2 separate regions of the Podarcis muralis genome follow, and region 2 is linked to region 1. Evidence: chromatin contacts called from public Hi-C data. All regions are on one chromosome and are shown on one strand. Each heading gives the region's core, a stretch centred on a gene start, on an enhancer-like site or on the middle of the called end of the contact. The rest is flanking DNA. Distances are from core to core; before and after follow the strand shown.

Region 1 (6,123 bases), core at 1,437-3,936:
AACCCTTAGAACACCCCTTTGAACACCCTAACCCAGGGGTAGGCAAGCTAAGGCCCAATCCCCTTCTCAATCCAGCCCACGGTCCTTTTATTTAAAATGCATCTCTGGGTTATTTGTGGGGCATAGAAATTCATTCATTTTTATTTTTATTTTCAAAATATAGTCCGGCCCCCCACATGATCTGAAGGACGGTGGACTGGCCCACGGCTGGAAAAGGTTGCTGACCCCTGGGTTAGAGCATTGGAAAAACTCAGCTTTGGCTGGGTCATGATGGCCAATTTACATGGACAATCCTGATCCAGACCAGCCAAGACAGGAGCCAGCCAGCTGAGACAGAGATCCTGCTACATAACTGTTATAAGTTTGAGGGGGGGAGGGCGCGGTAGGTTGTATGCCTCAACCTCCTTCTAATTCCTAGATACAATTCCAGAGATACAATTCCTGGAATAGCCAAGCATGTGTAAATTTCAATACCCATAAAATCAGCTGCAGCACAAGATGGGGCAGTGGCACCCAGTATTGGAGAAACTCAGAGCTAACCAAAACATCCCAGGAAAATCTTGAGCGGGTTTTGGAGTCCTTCCTTCCTGGGGGCCCCTTGCACACTCACTTAAACTCAGGGCTGAGCAGGAGCACTGGAAAGGAGAGAGCAACAAGAATATTTATGATTATGATTATGATTAGTTATTACATTTCCTAGTCTCTATACAAATAAAGTCTCAAAGCAACTTAGCAATATAAAATACAGCTGGATAAAATCAGTTAAAATTAAACCACAAGACATCCAAAAAATACAGAGAAATTGTTCCAACTTACAGTGCTTTTTGGGCTCTATTCCAATGTTTCTTTAGCCATTCCACTGTCAAACAGCTCTTACTGTCCAAAAGGTCTTCCTGGTGTAAGAAACCAGAGGCCTTCCTTTTGGGCATTGCTGGCCAAATGGTGTCAAAGAAGGACAGAACTTTCTTTATGTATGCAACAACAGCAGCAAGAATACTCATCGCAAAACACTGGAAGACACAAGATTTGCCCACTCTGGAAGAATGGCAGATGCAAGTGATAGACTACATGGAATTGGCAGAAATGACTGGCAGAATCCGAGACCTGGGAGAAGAGTTAGTGGAAGAGGACTGGAAGAAATTTAAAGACTACCTGCAAAAGCATTGCAAAATGTATGAATGTTAAAATGATGCAGGATATAAAGATAATATGGCATTAGTGATATAGTTGAAAGGAATATGTAAAAATGTTTCATAAGACTAAGGGTAAAGATAGAATAATATTATGTCAAATTTAAATAAATTGATATAAAGGGGAAAATTGGAGACATAATAGTTGAAACGTATAACATAAAATAAGATTTGAAAGAGGGGGAGGCACTGCTGAACAAGATTGTGTAAAAGGGAACACAGAAAAGGGAGATGTGAGGGAGTCTGGAAGGAGGGTTAAGAAAATACCGGTAATAAGTAAGAAATTGGCTTTTTATCTTTTTTTATGTCTTTTTTCTTTTCTTTTATTTTTTTGCGTGTTCTAATGTATTTTTCTGTTTTTTGCTTGATTGTGATGGTGTTTTTCTTTTCTTTTTTTCTTTTTTTGTTTCGACTGTGAAGTCTGTTTTTACTGTTTAAAACCTTAATAAATATCTTTTTTTTTTAAAAAAAAAAAGGTCTTCCTGGTGTATTGTCGGAATTTTCTTGTAACTTGAAGCCATCGGTTTGAGTCCTTCCCTCTAGAACAGAACACAGGCTTGTTCCCTCTTCCATGTGACAGCCCTCTAGATATTTGAAGACAGCTATCTCCTCTCAGTCTCCTCTTTTCTAGGGTAAACACACCCAGCTCCTTCAACCCTTCCTCTTTCCTTTCCAGACCCTTGATCATCTTGCTTGCTTTCCACTATCCATGTTTCCACAGATATATTCTGCTTTTTTTGTTTGCCTGCTTGCTTTACCTGCAGTGAGTCTTATGACAACCTTTGATATTCAAAACTGGGGAAAAGACTCCACCTCAGATTTCCTTTTAATATCATAAATCAGTGCTTTTTTTCTGGGGAGGCCGCAGGGGCATGCATACCCCTAAACATTTTGTGAATCTTTGTACTTTTGTCCATTTACTGTATTTAATTTTCCCCAATTTGAACAATAAAATGATGGTTTTCTTGAGTTAAAATGAGAGTACCCCTAAACATTTTTTTAGAAAAAAGCACTGCCATAAATTCTCTGTCGGCGTTGCCACAAATCCGCTGCCAGCGAAAAAATCCAGAGGCATAGCTGTCAAGCATAGCTGGAAGTGAGAGCTGGACCATAAAGAAGGCCGATCGCAGAAGAATTGATGCTTTTGAATTCTGGTGCTGGAGGAGACTCTTGAAAGTCCCATGGACTGCAAGAAGATCAAACCTCTCCATTCTGAAGGAAATCAGCCCTGAATGCTCACTGGAAGGACAGATCGTGAAGCTGAGGTTCCAATACTTTGGCCACCTCATGAGAAGAGAAGGCTCCCTGGAAAAGACCCTGGTGTTGGGAAAGATGGAGGGCACAAGGAGAAGGGGACGACAGAGGACGAGATGGTTGGACAGTGTTCTCGAAGCTACCAGCGTGAGTTTACCAAACTGCGGGAGGCAGTGGAAGACAGAAGTGCCTGGCGTGCTCTGGTCCAGGGGGGTCACGAAGAGTCGGACGCGACTAAACGACAGCTGTCAACTTTTCTCTTTTCTTGCGAGGAATCCTATTCTGAATAACGGAATTTCCTTTTTAAAAAGGGAAACGTTGACAGCTACGGATAGGAAGGCGACCTCGGAGGAGCCCGCCCCCCGGGGGTTTTCTGACACTCCTCCTTCTGACTAGGAGGAAGCAAGAGCGGGACAAGACTGATAGGTAGCAGCAGAGCGGGTTGAGCTCCTGCTTGGGAAAATCAGATGCAGGAAGACGCCCCTTCGAACGTGCTCGCGGCAATCGCGGGCTCCGTCCCCGCCGTCGAGTCCGCTGGTGTCGAAAGCGGGGTTCCTTCTCTACGGACGCGACACGCCACGCGACCGAGAATGCGGGCGGGCGGCCCACAGACAGAGGACAGAAATCGGCGCAGAGCTTCTCTGCCCGAGGGAAGAGGAAGTAGCAGCCCGGTAAGGAGAGAGGAGTCGGTCAGGGCCGTTGGAAGATCTCTGAGCACAGGCGGTGGAATGCTGTGGACGCGGCGGCACCAAATCCTCCCCGTCTATAGTCGTTCCGTGAACGCCCCAGAGACTGTGGGGGGGCAGGGCGCAATGGGGGAGGAGGTCTGCTCCCCCTCGGCGGATCCCCTGGAGCCTGTGGATTGCGTCTGTGATGGCAAATGGGATGTTACTTCCTTTTGGAAGGGGAGACGCGCGTTGCGGAGAAAAAAACACATCTTCTCGGAGGATGCCCTAGACCTTGAAGGATACCTCTCTGGCACTTATGACTCTGAAAGGCCAAGAGTCCAGCTGAGGCAAATACACTTCCCGTTGTTCGGTGCTCTGGGCTTTGAAGGATACAACCCTTACGTCACCAATGATGCCTACAAACCTGCTGACATCTATGGTGACTTGAACTCTGGGAGAGAAAACCGCTTCCTTTCAGGCATCCAGGTGGGGAATTGCAGTACCCTGTGCTTGGAGAAGTCTCTGGCCCCTGAGGTTCATCCTGGGAGCTCTTCTGAAAAGGATTCTGGGCTCCCAATGAAATCATTTCTGCTATCAGGTCACCATTTGACCTATATTAGAGCCATCTATGGTCTCCTGGCGTGCACCCTGGAGAGTTTAGATGAGTCCGAGCTAAAAAAGTTCAAGGGCGAACTCTGCCATTTCTCCATTCCGATGGGCGATCTCCAGGTCACCCAGGACTGGCTGCAGGAATGTGGTGCTTGGACTCTCTGCCATCTGCTGCTCAGACACTATGATGTGGATGGTGCCGTGGAGGTGGCAGCCAAGGTGCTGAAGGCCATCGACTGCCAGCCGCAGGCGGACAAGCTTCTCCGTGGAAGGGCAAGTAAGGACCTCGGAAAGGGGAACATTTGTTTGAGCCTGATTATCTCCTCATGAAGAAATGTTGGCTGGAGGAAGAGAGGTTTCTTTAGCTGGGTCGTGTTTGTCATAAACTTATTATTTACATTCTCAGTGTGTCTTAACCAATTGGAGGGAGGACTCAGAAATCGCAGGTCTCTCTTCCTATATTTATATTATTTTATTGCATAAAATTTATACCTCAGTTGGTTGTAAAAAAACCAACAACCCTCAAGCAGTTTTTAATGCCCCTCTTTGCCCTTCCTCCACCTCACATTATTTCTTCACATCGTTTCAACATGGACATTAAATGGCAAGAATAACATTATTTATCATCTTTGCATTGTAGCTCTCAATTCCTCTTTCATGCTTTATTCATTTCCCCTTCTTTGCAATTATTTTGAAAAATGACACTACAAATACACATGGGTGCACACAACCAGTGATCTCAAACAGACACAGTTTTCTCCTGTGACCAAGAGCAGATGTCTTTTACTAGGTTAGAAGTAGTTTCATCGGGGTTTCTACTTGTAATCAGGTCTGACTTTCAATATAGAATAAATAGGAATTTATAGTATGAGATAAACAATGAAAATTTACAGCAAAATTGCAAATTGCTGTGGGTTCCACCCCTCTTCAGATCATCTCGTTTCCATTTCCCCACTTTGATTTATCCATGTCAGGATGCCTGTGTTATCAAAGAGTTGTGTGTGTGTGTGTGTGTGTGTGTGTGTGTGTGTGTGTGTGTGATAGAGAGAGAGAGAGAGATTGGGTTAACAACCGAATTAGTACCATCTCTATTTTTTGCATTCCATTTCCTGACGACCCAAAGGTTTACAGTCCCAATCTGTGGGTGCAAGTACATCCCACTGAACTCAGTAGGCCTTTCCCCTATTCTTCATACAAGCAGAACAAGGTGAAATTCACTTCACATTTCTCTAATCTTCAAGGTTTGCTTCTTCATTTTCACAGCAGCCATGTGGGAAAATAAATCACTGACCTTGTTTTTACAGGCATTCCTGAGTCCTCAGTGCAAGTATCAGAATCCCCTCTATTTGCAGAGAAAGGGCAGTGCCGAAAGACAAGTCCTGCAAATTCCAGGAAAAGTGTATTTTGCTACCAGTGTCCTAGAGAGGTAAAGGGCTGGACTCATCCTGGTTTGTATTAGCCCCTATTAACACCTAACTTGTGAATTTGAATTTCAAGCTTAGGTAAGTTTGTGGTGTTGCTATTCAACACGAATTACAGTGGTACCTCTGGTACCTCGGGTTAAGTACTTAATTCATTCAGGAGGTTCGTTCTTAACCTGAAACTGTTCTTAACCTGAAGCACTACTTTAGCTAATGGGGTATCCTGCTGCCGCCGCGCCGCCAGAGCACGGTTTCTGTTCTCATCCTGAAGCAAAGTGCTTAACCTGAGGTACTATTTAGGTACTATTTAGTACTATTTAGTCTATAACCTGAAGCGTATGTAACCCGAGGTACCACTGTACTTGGAATGGACAGGTGTCTCCAACACAAATAATTGTTTTTTTGGTTGTGAGCTGCAAATGGCCAACTGCACGCACTCCTATTGTGATTGCTGTATATAGCGTGGAAATGTTCTGTGTGGGATCTATCCTATGATGTTATCAATTTGCAATAATCCCATGTTTCAATAGAATTCTTCAGATTTCAACATGTCCCCAGTGTCTGAAGGAGCAGGAGGGAATTCTTTGACTAAAGAGGAGGGTGTGCATCTTGACTCCTGTGTACCTGCATGCAAATGCATTGATATGGCTACAAAATGTTGGTCCACTACTTCCTTGCACACCCACCCATCCTCATCTTTCCTTACCTAGAGAGTGCAGGTAATTTAATATTTTTGGGTTACATCTGCCTTTGGTAAGTACACTGAGATCTTTGGAAAGAATGGCAAATATTCTGTAAACATTTTTGGGGAAAAGTCTAGATTAAAAAGAAAAGAAAAGACAATGCCTGTAATCACCATACTATAGCTCATTGCCAAAACAAACACCAAAGGCAGATGCTGTGACATAGCATTTAGTGTTTCTATAGGGTGGGGCTCAAGCCATGCTCCTTGGTGTAGGAACTAGGGCACTGCAAGAAGAT
Region 2 (6,123 bases), core at 1,282-3,781, 140 kb before region 1:
GGTGTTTGCCCTCCTAGGTGTGTGACATCATACTGGGTTCACAGGGAAAGGGTTAACTAATTGTAAAATGACTAACCAATGCGAACCCAGGGGGCAGAGTTAACTGTATAAGGTTTAAGCACAGAGGGGGTTTTTTTAGGAGTTAGAGTTGTTGAGAAGACAGTCTGGAGTTAAAAGAGACAGAGAAGATAAGTCTGTGGTTTGGGCTAGCCTGGTGTGTGTGTGAGAGAGAATTTGTTAAGAGGAGTCAGTCAAACAGTTGAGATAATCAGTCAGAAGGTATTAGGAAGGTATAGGCCGGTAAAGACACTAAAGTTAACATACCGACAGGAATATTATCTGAGAAACCATAAACTTGTTAATGTTTGTAAAATAAACTTGTTTTGGTTTTTTTCTGTTCACTTTTAATAACTGACTGGACTCAGTGTTTTACCAGAGTGTAACTGGTTGGTGGCAGCGGGGAAGCGAGCACAGAGGTGGCACAGGGATCATTAGACCGTTAAACGTCCAGGGACCCTGTGTGGTTGCCACAAAAGGTCATGGTTAGTTTGATTCAGGGTTCTGCTTTCTTTGTCCTTACAACAGTCAAGTGAGAAAAGAGATAGTGGTTAATTTAGAGGTTTACAAAAGGACATAAAATAACATTAGAAGCGTTTGCTGGATCAGGCCAATGCCCCATATACTCCAGCATCCTACTCTCGCAGTTGCTTAACAGTTGCCTGTCAGGAACCAGCAAGCAGGATTTGAGCACAAGGGCTCACAACTCCTCCCTCCTGTGGTTTCCTGCAACTGGTATTCAGAATCATTGCTGCCTCCAACTGGAGACAGAGGGTGGCCATTGTGGCTAGCAGCCAACAACAGCCCCCGGTCCACTAATTTGTCAAACCCTCTTTTAAAGGCATCCAGGTTGGTAGCCAGCACTGCCTCTTGTGGGAGCAAGTTCCATCGTTTAATTCTGTGTTGCATGGAGAAGTAATTTCATTTTTCAGTCCTGAAACCTTCATTGGATGCTACCAGGTTCTCCTGATATGAGAGAAAGAGAAAAACATTTCTCCAACCACTGTCTCCATGCCATATGAACTTCAGTCATGTCAGCTCTGACTCGCCCTTTCCCTGAAATAAATAGTCCCAAATGTTGCAACCTGTCTTCACAGCACAGTCACTCCACCCCCCCCCCCGATCTTACATTGTAGGAGGATGTGAAGATGCTCTTTGAACCTCAGTTTCAGTTGCTCTTTGAACCTCAGCCTACCAATCCAGATCATAAAGTTTGCTGATAGCAAGTTATTGTAAACAGAGCCAGACCCATTGCAAGATTAAGCATTGAAGAACTGCATCTTATGGGCAGTGATCTCTTCTTTGTAGGGTGGCACTGTGCTCTGAACCATTGAGTCTCTTGGGCTTGCGATCCGAGTGAGCTCCCATTGCCCTGTCCCAGCTTCTTTCAACCTAGCAGTTCGAAAGCACACCAGTGCAAGTAGATAAATACGTACCACTGTGATGGGAAGGTAGACAGCATTTCCGTGCACTCTGGCTTCTGTCACAGTGTTCCATTGCGCCAGAAGCGGTTTAGTCATCATTGTCATCAAACCTTTTATTGGTATCACATACAACATCCAAAACAAATCAATACAGAATTACCACTTCCCCAGTGGCCACATGAACCGGAAAGCTGTCTGCGGACGAACGCCAGCTCCCTCAGCCTGAAGCAATATGAGCGCCACAACCCCATAGTCACCTTTGACTGAACTTAACCATCCAAGGGTTAATTAACCTTTTATCTTTACCTGTAGGCAGGAAGGTGGAGAAATAACTGACATGGATGAATCCATATATGACCTTTGGGTTTGTGGGTTCCTGCAGAGATCCATCTTGTCTCTGATGCAGCTTAACATTTGCATGAAACTGCTGGAAGAGTTTTGTCTGGAAATTTCTCATGGTTTCATGGAGCCAATTCCTGGGGTGGGGAGCTCCCTCATTTGGAGGTCTTCAGGCAGAGTCTTGACAGCCACCTGCTGAACATGCTGTGTGGCTAGATTTCCTGCATCAGGCCAGATGGCGTACAAAACTCCCTCCAGCTCTGTAGGATGCTGTGGATACGCCTCTCTCCCCTCCTCACATTATTTCAGGGAGGATGCGAAGGTCCTGCATTCTTGGCTGTCAGACAGGATGTGGGTGCAGAAATGAAATATGAATTACTGGCAAAAATGGGTCAGTTACCTTTCATATGCAACATTTGGCTGGTGGATAGAGATGAGAGTTTACCTGTTGCAATCATACACAAAGAGATGATTCTGGGTAAGAAAATAATTGTTTATTGTAATACCTGGGTCCTGCAGGCGCCCTTTCTGTGCTCCTCCTAGATGAGCAGCTGTTTGGCTGCTTCACACTCATCCAGCTCTCCCCCAAGCAACTTCAAGGATTCCTTTTTTTTTTTTTTGAGGGGGAGGGTTGTGTGTTTTTTTAATTCCCAAAGGAGGAGCAGGTTCTTCTCTTACTCTCACAAGTTTTCCTGCTCCAACTCCTTGCCGCTCCCCCCTGCTTCAGAACCTGCTGGGAAAGAGAGCGAGAGCTCCCGGGAAAGACGCCTCTTGCGCTCGCCCCGCCCTCGAGTCTCCTGCCGCGGACGGAGGGAAGCATCTCAAAGGTTTTCCTCGCCAAAGGGAGCAGCAAGCGACGGGTTTCCCGCTGCCCTCGGGCCAGGCATCTCCAGTGGCGTAGCGTGGGGGGTGCAGGGGGGGCCAGCCGCACCGGGCGCAACATCTGGGGTTAGGGCAAATCCACGGGTTAGGGGGCGCAAATCCATGGGTTAGGGGGCGCAAATCACTTGCCTTGCCCCGGGTGCTGACAACCCACGCTACTCCACTGGGCATCTCTCCTCCGGAGCATCAGGCGCCGCGAGTTGCGCACCAGAGTCTGGCTCTCCTGCCTCTCTGCCTTGGCACAGTCTCCGGATCTGGGTCTTTCGCTGGCCGAGGATTTGGCTGGGCTGGGGCTGGCGGGGAAGGAGCGCGATGGCCAAGAAGACTTCCAGGAGACGCTGCGCGGAAGCCCAGGAAGTGGGGGAGTTCCGAAGGCTGCAGATGGGTAGCGAGGAGGAACACGACGGCAACCTGACGGCGCGGCTGCCTAGTTGTGGCTTTGGCCTCGAGCAGTGCTCCTTGGTATGGTCACAGCGGTGCTGGAAATAGACAAGAACGCCCCGTTTTCAGGTGGGAGAAGGATTCTGGCATCCTCATGCATGATTGTGGTTTTATTGTAGGATCTTCCAGAAAGAATAAAAGCAGAGGTGTTTTGGGACTCAGAAAGTGGCCGTGAAGCTTACAGGTAAGTGATCTCTCTCCCCGATCTCGTGAAAATTTCTCCCTTCAGGGAATGGTTTCTACATTGAATTGTTCCTCGGAACGCATCTGGTTTCTGTGGGTCTCACAGTCATCAAATATGGTTGCTGTCTCTACCCATGTTCCTCTAAATACAATGAAGGAAATGCAATTTAAAACTTTTGTATAAGACCCGCTGGTGGACTTGACCACTGATCAGTCATAACACGCATTTTGTGTGTTTATTTGGAAAATAATCACTACAACTTTAACTCCATGTTACATTGGTAAGCATCCTTACAGAACGGAGGAATCATGTACAAATGGTTTTTCAGAACTGGATGAGGAGGTGGACTAGGCCCAGGATTAAAAACCTATGAGGAGGACCAGAGTGAAGCCTGTCATGTCAGTTCAATCTGCCCCAGGGGTGGGGCCAGTGTCGCAGCCTGCCTGCCATTGACCATATAGGCAGTCAAGCTGCGATCCACTTCCTGGGCCTGGGTGAAGCTAAAATGGATTCACCCAAACCCAGAAAAACCCCTCACCTCCAGCACAACCATCAGATCAAGGGGAGGCATTGTCAGTGTCTCACAACAGTGCCCAGGTTGCGGTAAGCGTCATTACACAACATATGTTTTTTCAAAATTTTCTTCTTTTTTCTTCTTTATGCTTTCACCTCCCCCTTATTTTTCTTCAATGCCCCCCAATTGCACCTGAAGCTCCTACTGCCCCCCTCGATCATTCCAGCACCCTGCAGGGGGTGGGATCACCCACTATGAGAAATACTGGTTTAGAGCAAAATGGGTTCATGGCTTGTAGAACCCCTGGCCTGCTCAATGAATATGATAATTTTCCCTGAAGTTCTAGTATCATCAACACACCAGGAATCAGAAGATTAGTAGTTAATCCTACCACTTGGCTTTACTCTGCATGAACGCAGGCATTTTAAAGTCACCTTCTCAGTATCAGAAGAATACTTTTTGGGCAGCCTCATAATAAACGTGCTTCTCTGTGGCAAAATCCTGAGTGTGCAGAGTGGTGCCTGCCCAAGAATTTTCCTTCCATAATTTTTTTGCCTCCTTACTTGGCATGTGAAGCACCTCCTGCAAAAATATCAATTAGACCAGCAGAGGAAGTTCTCCCAATTCATGTTCAACCTGATTCCCCTTTCATCTTTCCCCTTGTGCCATTCAGAGCGCGCTTCACAAAGGCTGGCTTCTTCCATTGCTGTGATACTGGTCTCATATGGGAAGTGAGAGGAGCTGTGACCATAACATACCACTTTGATTCATGGCCGAAGCACCTGGAAGAACAAAACACCAAGGAGTGGCAGATCGCTGGCCCTCTGCTCAACATTAAAGTGGATGCAGTAGAAGCCATGGCAGCCATTTGCGTCCCTCACTCCTTGTGTCTTGAAGGTATCACATGGGAAAAACCTTACAGCATTATAACCATAATAGGAAGAATCTTAAACAGGAATAACTTCCATTGACATTTCCAGAATGTTTGGGGGCCAGTGGTGTGGGTTCTAGGGATCAGTAGTGCTGGCTAAATTGTCTTTTCTTATTTGTTTCAATTTTGCAAAATGTTCTGCTATTTTACTGTTTCTGTGATGCTTTGTATTTTGTTGTAAGACGTGTTGGAGCTGTCGTCTAAACCACAAAGACTAGGGCTTGCCGATCAGAAGGTCGGCGGTTCGAATCCCCTCAATGGGGTGAGCTCCCGTTGCTCGGTCCCTGCTCCTGCCAACCTAGCAGTTCGAAAGCCCATCAAAGTGCAAGTAGATAAATAGGTACCATTCTGGCGGGAAGGTAAATGGCGTTTCCATGTGCTGCTCTGGTTCGTCAGAAGCGGCTTAGTCATGCTGGCCACATGACCTGGAAGCTGTACGCTGGCTCCCTCGGCCAGTAAAGTGAGATGAGCACTGCAACCGCAGAGTTGTCCATGACTGGACCTAACGGTCAGGGGTCCCTTTACCTTTACCATGAGAACATGCAGTACTGTGAAACAATGCTATAGACCTCTTAAATGATGATGAGAACATAAATACTTGCATGATACAGAGAGGGTGGGGGTTAAGTGATGGTGATTTTTTCCCACTTTCCCACTTGTAACATGTTTGTCTATGTTTCCTTTGGGCTCCTTTTCAGGTGACGACAGTTCTCATGTCTACATTGCACATTTTGTCGAAGGGGGGATGAGGCTGGAGAAACCAGACAGAGTGGAGCCTCACCATGCTGTGTTGGAAAACCCCAAGTTCTCTTCCCTTGGAGTCATTTTCAAAAAGTGGTTTAAGCAAAAGATTAACACTGTTGTGCTGCTCTATCAGAGCCTTCGACTGGAAACACCAACGTTTCACCTGTACCTCCTGCCAAATGACCTTTCGATAATAAAGGTAACCAGGAACCTCCAACTCTGGTATTCCGATTGCCTGGATCATTTACTTGATCATATTAACTCCGACTATGCACAATTGTTGGACTTGATCAGTTCCACCCAACATGCCAGTAGAGAGAAAATTAACAAGTTGCCCTCTGCTGGATTACTTATCTTCTCACCAACACTGTTGCTTTAAAGTGATTTTTCCAAAATTGAAACACACCCTTTTCACTTCTTAAACAACCTGCTTGCTAAAGCCCAAATTCCCTGTCTGGTTCTCCAAACAATGGTGTTGTCACTGAATTGTGAAACAATTCAGTCCATAGCCTCCCTTGTGAGTCCCAATGGATTTCTTCCGGAAGTATTCACTGAAATCAGGCTTCCATTCTGCTTAATGCATACAAGCTATCTAAATGAACTTTTG

Evidence for each region. Hi-C and Micro-C count contacts between places; a contact is called where the count stands out from the background.
Region 2: a Hi-C map of an unstated tissue shows a contact between it and region 1, with 10 times the contacts expected there. The contact joins the promoter of LOC114582864 here to the promoter of LOC144325251 in region 1. A contact is called at or near these places in 2 of 3 Hi-C or Micro-C datasets (tail and an unstated tissue).

Annotation. Positions count from the first base shown.
Region 1 is chr13:15,594,931-15,601,053 of rPodMur119.hap1.1, reverse strand. LOC144325251 (caspase recruitment domain-containing protein 8-like) reads left to right here and starts at 2,686. Exons shown (of 8, transcript XM_077917939.1): 1 at 2,686-3,998; 2 at 5,026-5,147. The coding sequence starts at 2,912.
Region 2 is chr13:15,732,814-15,738,936 of rPodMur119.hap1.1, reverse strand. LOC114582864 (NACHT, LRR and PYD domains-containing protein 1a allele 5-like) reads left to right here and starts at 2,531. Exons shown (of 9, transcript XM_077917948.1): 1 at 2,531-2,710; 2 at 2,877-3,164; 3 at 3,263-3,327; 4 at 4,515-4,738; 5 at 5,471-5,715. The coding sequence starts at 3,015.